2 separate regions of the Mus musculus genome follow, and region 2 is linked to region 1. A link is a contact called in public promoter capture Hi-C data. All regions are on one chromosome and are shown on one strand. Each heading gives the region's core, a stretch centred on a gene start, on an enhancer-like site or on the middle of the called end of the contact. The rest is flanking DNA. Distances are from core to core; before and after follow the strand shown.

The links. Capture Hi-C pulls out chosen DNA fragments and counts their contacts.
Region 2: a contact with region 1 is called in a promoter capture Hi-C map of adipose tissue. The contact joins the promoter of Spats2 here to the promoter of Troap in region 1. A contact is called at or near these places in 6 of 39 promoter capture datasets (the HPC-7 cell line, liver, macrophages and 2 more), 3 of 15 datasets of contacts at CTCF or cohesin (CD8 T cells, the NIH/3T3 cell line and liver), 7 of 484 Hi-C or Micro-C datasets (the HL-1 cell line, embryonic stem cells, liver and 2 more), 16 of 115 datasets of contacts at active chromatin or transcription factors (the 230-238 cell line, the SCID.adh cell line, T-cell acute lymphoblastic leukemia and 10 more) and 4 of 9 other capture datasets (adipose tissue, liver, macrophages and 1 more).

Annotation. Positions count from the first base shown.
Region 1 is chr15:99,073,362-99,076,591 of GRCm38.p6, reverse strand. It overlaps Troap (trophinin associated protein), which reads right to left and starts at 1,619. Exons shown (of 14, transcript NM_030159.1): 1 at 1,500-1,619; 2 at 1,094-1,242; 3 at 795-984. The coding sequence starts at 1,237. Gm34284 (predicted gene, 34284) reads left to right here and starts at 1,923. Exons shown (of 3, transcript NR_155351.1): 1 at 1,923-2,036.
Region 2 is chr15:99,125,370-99,128,599 of GRCm38.p6, reverse strand. It overlaps Spats2 (spermatogenesis associated, serine-rich 2), which reads right to left and starts at 1,755. Exons shown (of 13, transcript NM_139140.1): 1 at 1,713-1,755.

The sequences.
Region 1 (3,230 bases), core at 370-2,869:
TCACATAAAATAAAAAATAGATCTTTAAGCCGGGCGTGGTGGCGCATGCCTTTAATCCCAGAACTTGGGAGGCAGAGGCAGGCGGATTTCTGAGTTCGAGGCCAGCCTGGTCTACAAAGTGAGTTCCAGGACAGCAAGGGCTACACAGAGAAACCCTGTCTCAAAAAAAAAAAAATAGATCTTTAAAATATATATTTATGGGCTGGTGAGATGGCTCAGTGGTTAAGAGCACCCGACTGCTCTTCCGAAGGTCCGGAGTTCAAATCCCAGCAACCACATGGTAGCTCACAACCATCTGGAACAAGATCTGACTCCCTCTTCTGGAGTGTCTGAAGACAGCTACAGTGTACTTACATATAATAAATAAATAAATCTTTAATATATATATATATTTATTGTTGAAAAGGAAGAATTAAAGCTGAAGTATGGACAGATTATAAAGACTCAGCATAACAATGAGCAAATGACTGTGACTGTCTTGCCCAGGGTTGCTAAAAAGGCCCAGAAGATGTCTTTTTTTTTTTAGATACAATATAATTGTTTAGGCCTGGAGTTCAATAGGTAAAAGGTGTCCAATTCACAGAGACCACTTGCCTCTGCCTCCTAAAGTGCTGGGATTAGAGGCATGAACCACCATGCCAGGCAAAAGATGGCATTTTGCTGAAAGTGATGGTTTCTCAGAGCAAAGAGGTTTCTGGACAAAACCCAGGTCTCTTGCAGTATGCAAGACCTCCACTTTGGGTCTCCCATTCTCACTCAGCCAAGTAGGCTGCCCCCAGGTCTGGAACAGGTACCTGTCTGGGGATGGGTCACAAGCCCCACATTTGATCCCCCAGAGCTAGGCTTGAGTTCCTCCAGAGGGTTCCGCAGGGTCTTCAAGCTTGGTGATTTTTCAGTCTGGTGCAAGGTTTTCGATCTGAGGCCTGCCGTGTCAGTGAGTGGACGTTGACGTTGAGTACTGCGCGGTGGTTTCTGTGCTGGTGTCTAGGGGGAAGGGGGAAAAAGCTGGGATTCAGTGCGGGGGTGGGGTGGGGATGGGGGGTGGGGGTGCATTGCTGACTCGAGGTGCCTCCTTGTGTCCAGCCCCTCCTACCCTCGGATCTTGGTTCTCCTGGTCCAGAGAGCGCGACTTGACTGAGGAAAAATCTTGGCATCTTTGGGAGAGTACTGGAATCTTGCTAGGGTTGGGAGATACACCTCGGAGATGGGGATCCTTATTGGTTTGGAGGGTAGTCATGGCGGCTATAATGGAGATGAGAGAAGAAGGTAGACAGGACTGAGGACCAAAGCAAATCACTTCTCAAAGCATGGGTGCTGATATCCCTGATTCTTTCCCCTTGGTCCCAATCCATGTGCCTAGAAGCCCGCACCGGCAGCAAGGCCGCTCTCCTGGCAACTCTTCCAGAAACCCTAAGTCTGCTATCTCGCCCCGGAGCTCCAAACTGCTCTCCTCCCTAGGAACCTCGGCAGGACTCCCCTCTAAGATCCTCGTGCCGCACCATTCCAGGAGGCCCTCCGGGTCACCTCTACTTCCTCGGGTTTTTCGCCGATTTCTTGGGTTTCTGCTTCTGCTTCTGCTTGCGGCTGCTGCTGCTTCCCCGGTTTGTAAAATACGCCAAGCTCCTGATTGGCTGGTACCCGGTGACTCGGAGGGTCGTGACGTCACACGGAGCCACCCAATCCGCAGGCTCCGAAGGCGGGGCCAGAGAAGGACTAGTCGCCGAAACGTTTTCTTGATGGGAGAACAACTGACCAGCTCTCTCGGCCAATCCGAGGACGGAGCGCGAGTGGCAGGATGGGGGCGGAAAGCCAGGGAGGATGCTGTTCTGAAGCCCGGGAAGGCCAGTCTGGACTGCAACGGGCATTACCGTACTCTCGCGAGAGCTGGAGCCAACCGAGGGCTGGCCCCTCATGAAGACCGCGGAATTGTGGGAAAGATTGGCCATCGAGACCACTGTTGACCACACTCTGAACGTAGTGCACGGCCGGGTTTTGGGAACCATGGGCACTTCTTGCAGGAGATAGGAGCCTAATGGGTGAGAGGGCTGGAGGTACCTGAACTGTTGGAGCCCAACGAGAACGAGGAGCCAAGAAATCCTGTGTCCACTCGGACCTCACACCCTGGTGGGATGTGGTCAGGCCCAGGGTGGCTGGAGCTCTGTTAATCAGAATTGAAGGGCTCCTCCTGGGTGGGGAGATCTCTGCATCTTCAGGTTTCCTTCCACCGGTCTGGATGAGAGGGCTCACCTGCTCCTTACTGGCAGGCAACTGTGAGGCTGCCAGATGATGGAGATGGGGGTGGGCAATGTCTCACCCCACCCCACCTGAGAGTGGCCTCAAACTCGCAGCTTCCTGCTTCAGGAAGCTCGGATTGCACACTCCCTGCATAGTTTAAAGGGTGCTGACCAGCAAGCCAGGAACATAGGCGTGCTTCCGGATCTCCCCTTCCATATGCCACTTCTTTTCACACCTACGGATTTTATACCTTTGAGCATCTATTCAGCTGTTTAGCCAGATGAAACAGAGCACACAGAGACAGTCAGCTTGGTTTTATTTTATTTTTTTAAAAGATTTATTTATTATTATTCATTAGTACACTGTAGCTGTCTTCAGATGCACCAGAAGAGGGCGTCAGATCTCATTACGGATGGTTGTGAGCCACCATGTGGTTGCTGGGATTTGAACTCAGGACGTTTGGAAGAGCAGTCAGTGCTCTTAACCGCTGAGCCATCTCGCCAGCCCTCAGCTTGGTTTTAAAAGCGATTGTCTTCCAAATAATTTCCTTGCCCAACCCCTTGAGTCGTTTTATTTTAAATATATATGCTTTTAGTTAAACAATTTATTTTTATTATATGTAAGTACACTGTAGCTGTCTTCAGACACTCCAGAAGAGGGAGTCAGATCTCATTAAGGATGGTTGTGAGCCACCATGTGGTTGCTGGGATTTGAACTCAGGACCTTCGGAAGAGCAGTCGGTGCTCTTAACCTCTGAGCCATCTCTGCAGTCCCCCAACATTTTTTTTAAAAAGATTTATTTATTTTAAGTATGTGAGTACACTGTCACTGTCTTCAGGCACACCAGAAGACGACATTGTATCCTGTTACAGGTGGTCCTGAGCCACGATGTGGTTGCTGGGAATTGAACTCAGGACCTCTGGAAGAGCAGCCACCATTCTTTTTTTTTTTTTTTTTTTTTCCGAGCCAGGGTTTCTCTGTGTAGCCCTGGCTGT
Region 2 (3,230 bases), core at 506-3,005, 52 kb before region 1:
TGTTTTCCAAGATATGATTTCTGTGCACGGCCCTGGCTGTCCTGGAATTCATTTTGTAAACCAGGCTGGCCTCGAACTCACAGAGATCTGCCTGCTTCTGCCTCCTGAGTGCTGGGATTAAAAGCATGCATGGCCACCATCAGGCTATAAGTAAGAATTTTTAAAGGTACATTTTAGGTCATGATTTTTTTTGATATTTAGAAGGTGGCCTAATGCTGCCCGCTATCAGAAACACAGCTGAAAACTATAAACGGATGACTGCCCAGAAATTTTAGTTTAGATGAGTCAGCAAAACTTCACGTCTCACCAATGAAAAGCTTAACGCACACATCTATGAATGCATAATGATAATAATAGCTTCAGAATCAGTGATCTTCCAGTCAGTGCTGTATCAAATTTGGCCTGGAAATTAAAGTATAAAGAAGATACAGGCCCAGCCTCACAGCTGTAATCCCAGCAGCTGGGAGTCTGAGGCAAAAGAACTTTACTTCAAAGGCTAACTGGGGTTACACAATAGGTCACAAGCCAGCCTAGGTTACTGATAAAGACTAAGACCACCCCCAAGGGGGGAGTCTGGGGGGGGGGGTGGAATGCAAAGTCCATAACCCTGAAATACTTATTCACAGGACTCCCAAACCACCTTAACTCAAAAATACGAGAATGTGGAGGCAGTTTGACCACTAGGAATCAGCATCCCTGAACAATTTCTAAAAACAAAAAACCGAAACTCTCTTCCCCCAAGCACAAAACCAGAATTAGAAGGTTTATGAACATTTTTTTTTCAAGCCGGAACATTTCTCAATGGGAAACAAAAATTCCAACAAAGGACAGACAACTTAAATTTAAAAAGAAAAAAAAAATCACAGTTATTCATTACTTTTCAAACCAAACATCTTCAACTCCGCAGTATCGCTGACCTCGCTCATGGTAGAGTACTGCCGGCAGTGTGTTCTCTCTTGCTTCAATAAATACGGAGAAATTATATACAGTAGTCTGCTGAGCTGATCGAGAATAAATATTACAGTTTTGCCTTACAACAAAATGAACTATAAATAATAATAATAAAATTACTGGGAGAAGGGCTTGCATGCCTTAGCAAGGGGCCAAGACTAACCCACTCCCTAAAAAAAAAAAAAAATAGAATCATCTTGGATGAATTAGGAGACGAAGACCCTCTAGTGCACCTCTATCCTAGGCTCTGGTTTAATTCAAAACCAAACTCGTATTTCTTTGCCTCTCTTTGCCTTTTCTAGTCCGGTTTCCTCTCAAATTCCGAAATTGTCCTTCTACCCTTTAAGTCCCATGATGGCACTTGCGTCCTGACACAATGCAGAAGACTTTACACATGCCCATCTCGCCGTACTTCACATTTCAATCGACCCATTATTTCATTCTTTCCGATCCCGCACGTAGTTTCTGAAATCTAGGACCGCACACACGCTCTCGCCAGAGTCCCCCTCACTCCATTGTTTCTCCGGCCTATCCTCTGGAAACTCCCCAACTCGGACCCGTGTGCTTCGCTCGCCCCTTTAACCCCAGAAACCCGCGGCCCTCTCCACACTGCGGGAACCAAAGGGCTCCCGGTCCCCCTCCTCTCGGTACCCCAACCCCCAACAACTGCCCCTTCCCTCTTTCCCCTTCCTCGAGCCCTCCCTCCACCTCCGGCCCCTCTCGCCCCCGCCACCCACTTCACCCAACACCCCCAGCCTTACCTAGCCCGGGCTCCCTGCAGCCGCCGCGTCCCCCCAGTTCCGGGCTCTGCGTTCCGGACGCTCCCGGGTCTGGGATGAGGAAAGAAGAGCCTCCGCCTCCTCCTCGCCCTCGTCCTCGGGAGCCGCCGCCGTCGCTGCCGCGCTCCTCCCCCAGCTCGCCCGAGGCCCGACGCCGAGCCGCCCCGCCCCCACCGCCGCCTTCCCCGCGTCCCTCGTCCGCCGGGCGGCCGGCAGAGCCTCGCAGGCGCGGCTGGGGCCGGAGTGCCCGCGGATCCACAGCGACCCTCGTCCGCCCGCACTCGCGCCGCCGCTCGCCCCTCTCGCCCCGCCTCGGAGCCCGCGCGTGCGCGCGCGCTCGTACTCGTGCATGCGCCCCCCGCCAGCCGGAGCGCAGGGCGCGCGCTCGCGCCGGCGCGACCCCGATGCGCCGCACGCGGGAGACCGGAGCCGAGGGGACCGGGGCGCGCGGCCGGGTTACCGCTCCTCTCAGGCGCTCTCCCTTCGCGCGGGGTTCGCGCGCCTGAGTTGCGGGAGACGGGGAATTAATTCACTGAGGGGTTGAAGGAGCGGGTCAGGGGCCAAACGGGAAGGAACGGCGGCGAGACGAGCAGGGCGCGTACTCGCGTCCGCGTGCGGGAAAGGCGACCTAAAGCGGCCGGGCTAGGAGTGGGCGCCAGCGTGCCCCTAAGTGACGAGCCGAGCGGGAACTGACGGAAAGAGCCGAAACTCACCGGAGGTGGCCGAAGATTCCCAATGGGATCCTAGAGCCTTTCGCTCCAGGTCTGCAGGCACGTCCGCCCTCTCTAGCAGGGAACAATTCAGCCGCTCACTCCCTTTAACTTTGCCCGCCTCCGGACCTACCTTCTGCTCCTAAAGGTTATTTCAGAGCCACCTGGCCACCCAGCCTGATGGGAGAGGTTCTGGAGAGAGGATGTGCGAGCGAACGACCTCACACTTCCTGCATCCCTCTACGTGGCTGTGATTAGGAAGGGCTGTTGTCGAATCTTTCTGTTAAATACCTAACTTCGTAATCAGGGCTCGAAATCTCCAGCCTCTCCAGAGCCAGATCATCGCTAGTATTGATGTATCTTTTGAGTTAGTGTCTTACCGGTTCTGATCAGGAGAGAGAGGTTAGGAAGGGCATGTCCAACCACATTCAAGCCAAGGAACTTAAATATGAGACCTGTTTTGGCGGTTATTTTTAAAATCTAAATAGTGAACTTTGTGGAAGACAATCATGTCACAATATCAAAAGGTTGGATACGCCTGGTAGAGGCTGAGTTTTCGACTAAATCATCACTGAAAATATTCATCACCATCTACTTCTCACTTCCTTTGAAGCCAAGCAAAGGGGCTTTGAATAGTCAGAACCACCTCAAGTGCGTGCTTATAGATGTGTGCTACAGGCAGAGCACAGTATATCCATATGTTTTATCACTCCAGTCTTAGATCATATAATTGACCATGGGACAGTATGTGTCTGCCAAGTCAGATGTCTTCATCGGATCCTTGTTCTTT